Regions from separate parts of the Mus musculus genome. Here region 1 is linked to region 2. The links are chromatin contacts, called in public ChIA-PET maps. All regions are on one chromosome and are shown on one strand. The core of a region is the stretch at or near the end of the contact, and the rest is flanking DNA. Distances in the headings are between cores, read along the strand shown. Region 1 overlaps Lhcgr (luteinizing hormone/choriogonadotropin receptor). Region 2 overlaps Ppp1r21 (protein phosphatase 1, regulatory subunit 21).

What was found. ChIA-PET counts read pairs in DNA pulled down with a chosen protein or histone mark.
Region 1: an RNA polymerase II ChIA-PET map of memory CD8 T cells shows a contact between it and region 2, with 5 read pairs. The contact joins two enhancer-like sites. A contact is called at or near these places in 1 of 39 promoter capture datasets (pre-B cells), 2 of 484 Hi-C or Micro-C datasets (nephron progenitors and uterus), 1 of 115 datasets of contacts at active chromatin or transcription factors (memory CD8 T cells) and 2 of 9 other capture datasets (adipose tissue and pancreatic islet).

Annotation. Positions count from the first base shown.
Region 1 is chr17:88,749,614-88,756,007 of GRCm38.p6, forward strand. It overlaps Lhcgr (luteinizing hormone/choriogonadotropin receptor), which reads right to left. Exons shown (of 11, transcript NM_013582.3): 8 at 5,938-6,012; 9 at 4,131-4,316; 10 at 490-570. Among named protein-coding and RNA genes, the nearest start is that of Lhcgr, 39 kb to the right of the region's middle. Within about 2 kb of position 3,673, at least 38 of the 459 cell types and tissues checked have an H3K27ac peak or open chromatin away from gene starts, as enhancers often do. A contact at or near this core is called in adipose tissue and memory CD8 T cells, where this site is marked.
Region 2 is chr17:88,578,274-88,584,607 of GRCm38.p6, forward strand. It overlaps Ppp1r21 (protein phosphatase 1, regulatory subunit 21), which reads left to right. Exons shown (of 22, transcript NM_028658.4): 18 at 509-541; 19 at 2,162-2,278; 20 at 4,142-4,240; 21 at 5,580-5,708. Among named protein-coding and RNA genes, the nearest start is that of Gm31704, 44 kb to the right of the region's middle. Within about 2 kb of position 3,593, at least 76 of the 459 cell types and tissues checked have an H3K27ac peak or open chromatin away from gene starts, as enhancers often do. A contact at or near this core is called in adipose tissue and memory CD8 T cells, where this site is marked.

The sequences.
Region 1 (6,394 bases), core at 2,423-4,922, 170 kb after region 2:
ACACACACACAGACACACACACACACACACACACACACACACACACACACACACAAAAGGGTAACACCACACTTGGGAGCATGGTCTTTGACAGGAAGTCATTGCCTTTAGAAGCCATGTCTGCAATCAGTTTGTCTTTGTGAAGTGTTACTTCGGATGAAGACATCATTTTGAGCAGCCCTCGGTGACACCCAAATGCCTGATAAAATGAAACTGCCATCTCATACACACTAATGTTTATAGGAACCACTTCCTTATATCTTAGGCTTTCCCGTTTCATTTTGCTTTTCTTTTAAACAGCTACAATAACACGTACGACCAGTTGGCACTTGCAAAGGGGAAATATTCCCATTCGAAACTATAGAAAAACTACATTGCAAACATCCTCTCACCAAGACTTTTATCAAAAGAAAAACCGTCGCAGCAAATAACAATAAGCTGTCCACAGAACAAGCCTCGGCTCCCGCATGTCTTCGCGTGAATACTTACAGCGTCTCGTTATTCGCTTCTCTAACTGTGCTTTCACATTGTTTGGAAAAGTTTTCAAAAATGGAAAATGAAAAATTCTGTCTGAAAGAGAAGAGGTAGAAAAGAGAAAAACAAGCCATTGATCTTTTGGTCCTTTAGCCCGATGGTGTCTATTTATGCTGTACTCGTCCGCATTCCTTAGCCATGCTACCCTGGGTAAGTTCTGCACCATTGTCCTGACTGAAATGCTTCCCGAGGAGAGACTATATACCCTCGTGCATTGTTCTTCGTGTCTCCAGCTTAGAGAAAGTGCTTCTGAATGCTAAGTGCTTTGCGTGGGTTCGGGAGAGGTGGGGGGAAAACACGTAAATTTGTTGTATTGAATCATGAGTTTTTCCAATGCTTATTAAAAGCTGCTTTTATGGTGTACTCAAGTTTGCTCCTCACCAACTCTTCCCCCTCCTATTGGCCTTGATTAACTACATGGCATTCATGGCTTTAAATTGTAGCTGGAAGTCTTTCTGTCAGGATTCTGTGCGGCTGGGTGTGCTGCTGTTGTGTACTTAAGCCTTCAGCCTTTGGGCAAAACCTAGCATTGGTGTTCCCTTATCTTCTGTCTTCCCCTCTGGGAAGTTTGGCTTCGAAAAGGGGGATGTGACAAGGAGATAGAAGGCTGGTGCCTGGCAACCAAACCTACGGGGGGGCTCAGAAATAAGGAATGAGGGTGAGGAAGCTGCTGGGAGTGCCACAGCCTTCCTTGTGGAGGATGGAGATGTGAGGCACCCAACGTGGACATTGCTCTGCTCTGTTATCCAGCAGCAGCGAAACAGGTCCTTGTAGTAATGGTAGTGTGCAAATGCAGAAAGATGGGGATTTGACCACATGACCTTTCAAAGACTAACCCTCTTGTTATTCTAGACACTGTTGCGTTTGTAAACTTGGACTGAGTCTCTGTTCCTGTCCCAGTCCCCACCCACCTCATGTTTAATGGGGGAGGGTAGTTCTGGCACAGTATTTGCAGACAAGTCCACAGTTAACAGGAACTTGACCTCCGAATGATAACACTGGATGATACACATTCTATCTCCACAGTTACCAAAAATATCTTAGAAAGCTGTGCCCATAGAGAAAGGACCCAAGGAGCCAAAGGGGTTTGCAGCCCCATAGGAGGAACCACAATATGAGCCAATCAGAACCCCCAGAGCTCCCAGGGACTAAACTACCAACCAAAGAGTACACATGGAGGGACTCAAGGCTCCAGCCATATATGTAGCAGAGGATGGCCTTGTGGGACATCAGTGAGAGGAGAGGCCCTTGGTCTTGTGGAGGCTTTATGGCCCAGTGTAGGGGAATGCCAGGACAGGGAAGTGGGAGTGGGTGGGTAAGTGAGCAGTGGGAGGGGGAATGGGATAGGGGGGTTTTGGAGGGGAAATGAGGAAAGGGGATAACATTTGAAATGTAAATAAAGAAAAAAGCTAGTTAAAAGAAAGAAAGAAAGAAAGAAAGAAAGAAAGAAAGAAAGAAAGAAAGGAAGAAAGAAAGCAAGCAAGCAAGCAAGCTGTGCCCAGGCAGCCAAGTGTGTCATCTATAGAACGCCTCAGTTTGCAACCAGATCCCACGGACTGATCTTCAACTCTTCATCTTCATGGCCTCTAAGGCGTCCTTGGGCTTTATGGTCCCAGAAGCACCCGCAACAGAGTAGACATAGCCAAGCTCACTCAAGACAATGTGTGTGATGATGTTCACAGATAGCTCAGACAGTCATAGTCTCTAACCCCCTTTCCACCCTCCTAGAATAAAAGGCTTTGAAGTAAACAGTCATGATTTCAGGAGGCATTTGACCTCTTCACTACAAAAGTTAAGTAGGTGACCAGAACCAGCCTTACCCTAAACCACTATGTCTGTCTGTCTGTCTGTCTGTCTGTCTGCCTGCCTGCCTGTCTGTCTTTTACCAGCTTTGCCACCTTCAACCCACCCTTCATTCTGCTGCCCTATTGAGGTTTCATAAAATCAAATTTGCACAATCTCACTTTTAAGTCTTTGAAGCTCTACCTCCTCTGACTCCCTTGGGCGGGTACTCAGAGCCCACCTTGGCCTACCAGTGCCTTGGGCTGCTGCTTCTGTGGGTAATCTTCCCTCATTACCCACAGTCTTCCTGTGCTTGCTTTCGAATAACATCCATCTAGTGTCTCTTTCCCCATGCCTTCACAGGAGACATTCCATCTTGGCTTGACTCCTCCCCCGCCCCAAGCCTTTTGTGAGAAGCTCAGTTAAGGTCATTTCCCCTAGGAAGTCTCCCATGAGCCCCTCTACAGCCTAGAGCGTTTTGTCCCTCTCTTTGTTGACACACCCCCTTGGCGCTCCTTTATGCCGCCTGTCCACTCTGTGAGGGCTGAGATGACTGCCCGTCTTTCCAAGCCTGGCATCCTGGAACATGGCTAGTGCTCAGCTCAAGTCGTCTGAAGCTCAGTCAATGATGTAGAACTTGAGCTGGATTTGGTGGCCAAGGCCTTTGATCCCAGTACTCAGAAGGCAGAGCCAAGTGTATCTCTGTGTGTTCAAGGCCAGTCTGGTCTGCAGAGTGAGTTCAGGACAGCCAGGGCTATATAGTGAGATCCCATCTCACCACCCCCTCAAAAAAGGGGGTGGGGGTAGAGCCTTAAGCACAGCAAGTGCGTTTGTCTTCTCTGTTCCAAATATTTAGGTAGAACCAAGTCTTCTCAAGGCTTCCTTTCTCTCTCTTTCTCTCCCCCTCCCCCACCCCGCCCCCTCCAGCCTGGTTGATCAGCTATAAATATGTTAATTCCAAACAAAGGCAGTGGCAGCCTGATGTGTTCCACAGTGCCTTAGTATCTAATGAATTGATTGAGCACATCTCGGCAGTAATGACTCTTCAGAGCATTGCATTTTCCCACTGGGAGCAGTGTATTGGGCAATAAGAAAAGCAGAGAACATCAAAGCTTGCAGTGAAAACAAGCTAGAGACAAGGGTGGGAGAGCAGGAAGTGTTAGGTGACTGCACCACACCTTTGCAAAGCTAGCTGTTGCTTTTTCTTTCTTTTATACATGTGACACGTGTTGGGTCCGGATGCAGAATGGTGCCTCTCAGCTAGAAAACTCCCGAGAAAGAATGCTGTAAGGAATGAAATTCTGCCCCCTAATTGCTGCCACCCTCTCCTTCACCCACCACACCCGCAGCCTGGGGTGCAGAGAAGCGATCAGGCGCCCTCTGCTGCACGCAGGCGCTCTGGTCGTTTTCATAGGGCTCCCTAACCGATCTGTAGTGGAAACGTTTCTGTTCGGAAATGGAAGTTGCTTTCCGTGGAAGACAAATCGCTTAAAAACAAAGCAAAACAAAACAAGCCCAAAACCAAACCACGTGGTACTCTGACAATTATTAAATTCAAGATTGAGTAAAATGTTTTCTGCTGAGAGAACGGGCTTTGACAGCAGGTTTTACAAAGGTGCTGCAGCGGTACTTAAGCGTTTGGCAGGTTTATGAGGCGCAGGGCCCAGCACATGGAGACGTCAAGATGAGGAACAGCTCATTTTGGTTTTGTCTAAAAGCTACTCCACGACTGCAGCGGGGCACCGTGGGCCACGGGACTAGATCTAGATCCCAGCTTCTCTGCAGCAACACGGTCCCCTCTCCTGCTCACTTACTCTTTCTTCGGCAAATTCCTGAAAGCACAGCAGTGGCTAGGGTAGGTCAGCGTGGCAACCAGTAGGCTGGTGAATTTTTCTCTGGAGGGCAGAGTTTTCAGTGAGTAGGATGACGTGGCGATGAGCGTCTGAATGGACTCCAGCCCGTGGCTCGGCAGGGCCTGCAATTTGGTGGAAGAGACATCCCTGAACCGCAAAGGGGAGAGAGGCCCTTTATTGACTGATTTTACACATTTTACTCCAAGGCCCTCCCCTAGGGTCCGAGAAATCTCTCCTCCATTTTGTTTTTCCTACAATCCATCGTTTCTTTCATCATGATCTGAATTCCTAAGAACTATTGTGGGATTTTCATCTTACAGGCACCCACTACTCTTTTCAAGGTTGCCTGTGGATCTTTGTACCCTCCATATGGTCACTAGAATTTTTCTCTGCTATGTCTTTATTCCTCTGTAGCTCTGACTCCTTCCCTCTGCCTCTCCCTCCTTATGTCTACTCTACACCCCTTCCTCTCTCCTACCCTCTCCCTATTTTACAAAACCCTACTGCTCGCTTCCTAAAACAGTGTGCACATAGGTGACATCAGCTTTTGTGTTCTGGCCCAGGGGGAAATATTCAGGGCTTTGATGCCTCTGTGTCTGATTGATTAAGCTCTGCAGGGGAGGTTTTCATAAAGTGCAGATGATCCACCCTATTAAGAGTTTCATGTGGCACTAGCTATCATCCACCCAGGACGCTGAGCACACATGCTCTAATAACTAGTTAGATGTGTCCATCCAAAGCAAGCAAACACCATGCCGAGCTAGCACAGCTGCGCGGGAGGCTCAGGGCTTTAAACAAAGCTCCTTGGTTTTACTAGACTCGAGGCAAACTCTAAGGAAGCCCCAAATGTACAACATTTCAGGAAGAGGGGGTTTGGCAGGAGTTTTAGTTTTTAAACCATGCTCATATTCTAAGAGGTCAATGCCCAACCCTTTCCCAGCAGCATGCCCTCCTTGATAGTCTGCCCCCCCCCTGGGAGGCTCAGGGCCTGATACAAGGAGGGAGTGATGGCAGTGGGAGGCAGGGAAGGGCAGGAGTATGAACTGGAATGTACCAGGGTCCAAGTTCCTGGGAGAACAGTGGAAACAGGAGCCTGTGTCCCACGGGCTCTAGGCCACCTCCGGCTTCTGGTACTTGCCGATTAGGAAGGCAGTGCTCTGTTCTGCCTTAGGGTCTTGTACGGATCGTTAGATCGGGCCGCAGACTTTTCCCAGACATGGAGGAGGTTGTAGTTTGTTTTCTGAGTGGCCGCACGTGTCTGGGACGTCATCGCCCAGTGAAATGAAACCTACTATTGGGGTTCTGCTAACTGGCCATATTACCAAGCTGTCTTCTGAGTGTCTGTGTTTTTACTTAAAGCCCCGAGAGTCTCTCAGCATTGGTTGGAGAAGTTTTTATGTGCATCGAAGCCCAACTCGTGGAGGGTTCGAGACCGACTCCTCATAGGATTATAGGGAGAATCCACCTGCAACCTCTCAGCCGCGGCCATCCAAATGCTAGGCGCAGTTCAGGTCAGAGTGGGTTCTCCGAGTGAGTGCCGGGGCGGGGCGTGGGGGGAGCGACCACCCTGTAGCACACGAGGCCATACCCTGTGTTTGGCATTACTGGTTGACTTATGGCTACGTCAGAGGCAGCGCTTCATGTTGGTAGGACAGGCCTGGCACATTTGATCCTTTTCAACTATAGATGTTGCAAGCCCGGCTGGCAGTGACAGCAGGGTTGTTAGGGTGCACTTTGTGGGGAGAGGAGGCTGTACCACAGTACTCACAGGATGCTGGGCCCCGTGGCCCCCTGGAAGGTGCCACTGTGCATCTTCTCCAGGTAGATGTTTTCTTTTAACTCCCTGTGAGGGAAAAACCAGTTTCCTTAGTCACACCTGCCTGCGCTTCACACCAACTTTCACAGCTGTGTGTGCACACGGGTGTGGTGGGGCGGAGGGGTTGGGGGAGGGGTGAGACAAACTAGAAAATGATAGCGTTCTTGGTGAAACTGTGGAGTCGCTAGTGCGTGTATTTGGCTTCAGCTAGTGTTCGTCCTTTCCTGTCATTTGGTGAAACCCTTTTTGTCCCATGATTTAACAGATTCTCCTGTTGGATTAGGGAGAACTTGCTACAAGCAGCTTGGGGAGGAGTCAAATGCTCCTCGGGCTGCTCAAGGCTACTGGGTCCAAGTGCAGTGAACTCCTTATCCGTCTGAGGTTTTGTGACCTTGGAGGCCTCAGAATT
Region 2 (6,334 bases), core at 2,343-4,842:
TCTACCATTGAGCCACCTCTATCCTGTTTTTGGAGTCTTAATCTATAAAAGCAAGCCAGACAAAATGGAGTTGTACTATAATTTACCTAAACTTATATATTTAAGTTTCAAATGTTAATGGCTTCATAACACCATGTTGAAGTATGCCTTTTCCTTTTGAGTTTTTATGCGGTGTTTGTTTATGATTTTCAGTCAGCACGTTGTAAGATTTGTGGTCTCCATACAGCCATCTCTGGCTACTGCTTTGGAAATGATATAACAGGGTCAGAGCCCGTCATCCTCTTGCTCTTCCGATAGTTTGTTGGGTTAATCAGCATTTCGCTCGAGCATTTGGCAGTGGCCATTCAGCCTCAAGGCAGAAGCCGCGCTGAACGCTCAGAGCCGTGATATAAATTATAAATGTTCTGTGCTCTAGCACAGGCTGAGACGAGCATGCGCTATAGACCGCTAGCCTCTGTGTCTGAGATGTAAGCCTCCTGCTCTAACAGTATTTTTCTTTATGTTGCAGGTTGGGATGTTAACCAGGACGCCAGACAGTGAGGTAATGTGTGCTCGGATCATGGTGCTCCTTAGCCTGTGTGTGGTGCAGGTTTGCGAGCAGAGTCGTGTGGTAGCTGTCTTTGTGCTTCCCTCTCAACGATGCTTCCAGGCTGCCTTTCTCACTTCCTGCATGCTGTCCTTCTTCACTAGAAGGCTGTTAGAGCCAGGTTTAGCAAATGTCTTGTTCAGCGGCCAGCGTTCAGAGTGGGACTGATGCACCCCTGCCTGGCCGCAGGCCATTGTTCTGTGTTCTGTGCCAGGTGTGTGAGGCCGAGGGCAGCTGGGAAGACTTGGTTTTTTAGGCCTCCATGTGAGCTTACACATTTGAATTTTGAAGTACTTGAAGAGCATGGTTTTGCAAGTGACCAGAAAAAGAAAACTGAGGTAACTGAGGTCATTGCTTAGTGAAGATGCTGTGGTCCTAGGAGGCCGGCAGATTCTGTGATTTCGCTATTTATGTCAAAGGTAATATTGAGATTTGTATACTTTTAAGTTTGCATCAATTGTGTATTATTGGTAGTGCAACCAGGGGAAATACCAGTCTGAGACAAAGGCCATAAATAAAACCTTGCAGTTTTATTTAATTTATTAGTATTTTTAAGAGCTTTACATTTTCCTGAAGAAAATTTAAGTGTAAAAAAAAATGACTGTTCTAAATGTAGAAGGGCTGTGAGTGAACACAGCCCAGCACTATTCACTTAGATGTTTATTGCAGCAGTGTTCAGAGGATCAGGTCACGCAGTCAATCTAGGTGCCCGTCAGCAGAGAAATGGCAAAGAAAATGTGCTGTGTATACACAGGGGAATTTCATGAAGCCATAAACAATGATATTGCAAGAAAATGGATATAACTAGAGATTATCATGTAAAGTAGATAAGGTCAGGCTCAGAAAAATAAATGTTATATTTTCTCCATTTGTGGGTCCTAGATTATATAAAGATATAGAAAACCATATCTGTGACTATAGAAAGAATGATAGAACTAATGGGAGAAGGGGAAAAAAGGAGAAGATGGGGAGTTGGGGCACAGGCAAAATGTATAATATACGAACTGAAACCCAGTGCTATATATATAATGATTATATGCTAATAAAAAACAGAGTGTTTCCAATAAATACCACCCCCCCCCAGTTCTGTGCCCTCTTCCCGTTAAAGAGGACATATTTGTCAGAAACATGGAGATTTTGAAAGTTAGGTTTGTAGCTGCTAAAAGCTGGTCAGAACTGTGTGTGGTGCCTCATGTCTGTCATGAAGGAAGATTGTGAATTTGCATTTAGCCCTGGATGCTCAGCGACCTTCAAACTTAAAAACAAGCAAACACCTCAAAGACCATGAATGAATGAATGAGCAGATGAGTGAAAAATGTGGTGCCTGGAAAGGCATGACCCACGGGGCTTCCCTATGTCACCACAGTGCTGCTTGCTGCCTTCTGGGGAGCACTAAGACACAGACCCGCAGGTGCTGGCTAAGGAAATCTGGTCTGTTTTCCTGCCATGACTGACGTTTGGGAACTGTGTGGGTCCTGTGAGGTTCCAGGAAAGAGGGCGGAGCCGTGGTCCTTGTGTCCTTTGCCAGAATTGCCCTGCTCACTGGCATCTCTGGTGCGTTCGTGTTCTGTTTAGGCTCCGGATGTTGAGTCCCGTGAAGACCTAATTAAGAGTCACTACATGGCCAGGATAGCGGAGCTCACATCTCAGCTGCAGCTGGCTGACAGTAAGTCAGTGCACTTCTACGCCGAGGTGAGTGGACACGGTGAGACTGCCACTTCTCCCTGACCCTGCTAGAGTCAGACCACTGTGCTGTTCTCTTATCTGATGGAAGAGAGCCACCGTCCCCTGCACTTTCTGTCTATGTCTTTCTATGTCTGGATTGTTTGTAGCTCATGGTGATTAGTCTGAGCCGCTCCAGAATGTTCATTTCATCAAGTGTACAGCTTCCTGTGTCATGTCCAAGTTCCTGCCAGAGAGAGGATGGAGTTATGGCAGCCTTTCCATGGCCCCATGCTGCGGGTTTTGTAGGATTAGTAGAGCTTACTTGTCTTAGTGGTAGAGGACATGCACAGATACGGGGATTTTACAAGCACAAGGTGATAAGCTGGATGTACCTGATACGTTTTGTCTTTAGGTTTGCTTGCTCTGTATGTGTGTGAGTGTCACAGCACAAGTAGATGGGAGAAAACAGCTTACACAAGTTGGCTCTCTTCCACTATGTGGGTTCCAGGGACCAAACTGCAGGTTCCTTGTATGTGTGTGTGTGTGTGTGTGTGTGTTTATGAGTGTGTGTGTGTGGTGGAGAGGAAGTGAATGAGATAAGTATTATTAAATACTTATCTTAATCATTATTAAGTATTATTAAATAAAGAAGATAGAAGGTTGGGTGGGTGCATGCAGGGTCTTTAAGCCTTTGACACTTTATAGTAAGAATGAATCACAGATGGCAGGCAGAGAATTACACTACCTAAGTTGTTAAAGCAAAAAGGGAGGGGTGGCACACTAGCTTTATCTAGGCTTGTGTTGAACACCGCAGGAATGAAGAGGTTAATAGCCAGTCAGTTTGCTAAAGGTAGAGAAGGACTTTGAGTTTTTCTTGTTAAAATAAGACTGTGTCTAGTCCAATGTTTAGGAAGCTGCCGCACCCACCTTTGATGGGTTGGTCATGTGTGGCTGCTTGTTACAGTGTAGAGAGTTGGGGGCCTGGCTGACAGTGGACTGCTATTTCTTGAGCCATACCCGCAGCTGATGCCATCATTTCTGGTTCCCTGCCTGCTCTCTGGGTTGGTGTCCCAGCTGTGACTGTCATCTTCCTGGGGCCTGTGTCTTGCATGTTCTCTCTCTCTTGGGAGTTCATTGCTGAGCACAGAGGGAAGTGGTTAGACTGATTGTACAAACTGTCCTGAGAGTCTCTCGAGAACAAATAATAACTAGGGGATTTTAGGCTGTCTGGTTTTCATGAGATCTGCCTACTTGAGTAAATGTTTTCAGCACGACTATGGTACAAGAGGTTTTAGATTGCCCTAGTTCGTTCTCATCTATAAACAGGAAGTACTGCCACCCTGTACGAGAACAGACAGCTGGTGTCCACCCAGCATTCACACGTGTCTCTCTCTGCACATCCTCCTTGTTGAACAATAGTGTGAAATCAAGTTTTCTCTTCTTCCTTTCACCTGCTCTGCCTTGCACCATCTGGGTTTAGTAAAACTCCTAGAAAAACCACCTGCCTCCCCAGGTGGGCGTGTGAGGCTACTGGGTGGGTTATAAGGATGTTTTGGTTCTGGGATTGAGACCTTTAGTGAAGAACTTAGAAGCCAAGTCTGCCATGCTTGTCGGCCTGTGGCCACTTTTGAGATAACTACAGTCCTTTATCCTCACTAGTACAAATAGGTTCTGTGAAAATGGAGAGTGTTCTTATGTGCTTGTAACCATTGGCCATTAGACTGCTGAGCTGGACCACCTCTGAAGGTGCAGATGCCTGGGGGCTGTGCAGAGGTATTCAGCAGAGAGTTTTGGGATGAGTAAATGAGGGAATGAATGAGCGACCTTTGGCTTTGGTGAGTATAACCTGCTACCTTTCCAAGGATAAGATTTGGTGTTTTGATTGTACAGTGCCGTGCGCTCTCTAAGAGACTAGCCCTGGCGGAGAAGTCGAAGGAGACACTGACAGAGGAGATGAGGCTAGCCAGTCAGAACATCAGCAGGCTTCAGGTGAGCTCCTTCATGTGACCTCAGCACATTAGTGGTTTTCACTGACAGTGAAGCCAGCCTTCTGTGGGAACCAGTGATGTCTGGTCTTGACACATGCTCCACACCACTTTATTTCTCAGTCACCTTAGAGTCACAGTTGCTCATATCAGACAGAGACTGGCCGTCTTACTTGTATCTGACTTGAAGCTAGTTTTAAATCCTTCCACAGTCTGCATTTGCTATTTGTTTCCCCTTTCTTGTGAGCACTCAGGATTGGCTGGAGGATTGGGCTATACATAGTATTCTGTCTTGTTTCAGAACTGACCTAAATAAACCTGAGTGGGGCTATAAAACATATGTATTTAATTTAATATATAATTAAATAAATACATAAGTAGATAAATCAGATTGCAGTTTCAAACCGTGCCTTTCAGGAAACCCCTGTTGAGCTGGACTGCTGGCCTCTTTCATCTTGTTAAAACAAGAGTGTGGGGCCACATTTTCTGTGTTCTCCACCGTCGGTATTTAGCAGAGAGTTTTGGAATGAATGAATGAGTGAATGAATGAGTGCCCTTTGGCTTTGGTGACTATAACCTGCTAATCTTGATATCAACAAGAGGTAGGCATGGGAAAACCCTGGAACACAGCAACCTGTTCTCAAGTAGTTAAGATTACTGCAGTTTATTCAAGAGGCTGAGGAGAGCGGGAGGTGGGAGGAGAGGAGCTGCCTTCGGGGACGGTGCAGATGCCTGGGGCCTGGGCAGAGGTTTCAACACCGGGAAGGTTCGGAAGCGTCATTTCACCTTCAGACTTTTGACAGTTCTTACCCAGCCAAGAAGAGAGTGCTTGGATTTTGTAAGCGCAGGTGCATGTGTGTGCGCATGCGTGTGGAGACCAGAGGACAGCCTTGGGTGGTGCTCCTTCAGAGCTGGCCACCTTTTTCTTTTGAGACTGGGTCTCTTTGCCCCAGTAGGGTGGCTAGCTTGTCAGAGAGTCTCAGGGATCTGTCTCCCTCTCCCCAGGGCTGCGATTCCTAGTGTGCACACCCAGGTCCACCTTCTTTTTACTTCTAGGGACGAACTTGGGGCCTCCCGCTCCAAGGCAAACACTTTATTGCTCCAGCCTCCAGTCCGGAATTGTTTGGCAAATGAGTCATGAGCACACTCTTTGAAGGCTGACACGTTTTTTTCCCAGTTCTTTTAACTTGGGTCTTCCATTTGGCCAGTGCCTTACTTAACCCTGCATTAACTGATCAACTCGGGCATTGCGATGGGCTGCTCTCACAGATATTTGTACTACAGGATGCGTCTGGGTGGTGGCTGGGGCCTTTGACGACCTCTCTTCTTTCCCTGCTGTTTAGGACGAGCTGATGACCACCAAGCGGAGCTACGAGGATCAGCTGAGCATGATGAGCGACCACCTATGCAGCATGAACGAGACCCTGTCCAAACAGAGGGAGGAGATTGACACGCTCAAGATGGCCAGTAAGGTGTGTGGGGGCAGCCTGACAGACACACCGGCGTGTTTAGTGCAGCTGCTAGAAAATACCGCACTGTTCTGCCTGTAAGAGGAAAGTACTTGGGACCCCTCTTCCTTCACATCACTTTCCCCTCCCAAAAGAAAAGTATGTTTCTTTGGCTGAGTCTAAGCTGCGGTCCGGCTTGCTGCCTCTTGACATGGTGTCAGAGTGAGGGACTAGAAGATGGCTTCAGGAGGGGCATGCCGGGCTCTCTGTATGAGACCCTAATGGTTACTGGGTAACCCTTAGCAACGTGCTTTCTTCAGGACAATCTGTATTCTAGTTAATTCTCAAATAAAAGCCACACACAGCTTCAGGAAGCCGCTCAAACACCCCATCCCAAGCTCTTGACTCTCAGTGAACCCTGTGTTCTGAGACCACAGGCCTCACTAGGTTACACTTTCACTACCTGTTCCTTTTTATTGTTTGTTTGTTTTGTGTTTTGTTCTTTTTCTTTTCTTTCCTGAGGCAGGGTTTCTCTGTGTAGCCCTGTCTGTCTGGGAACTTGTTATATAGACCAGGGTGGCCTGGAACTCATGCCTGCCCCTGCCTCTTGAGTGCTGGGATGAAAGGTGTTCGCCAATGCCTGGCTTCCA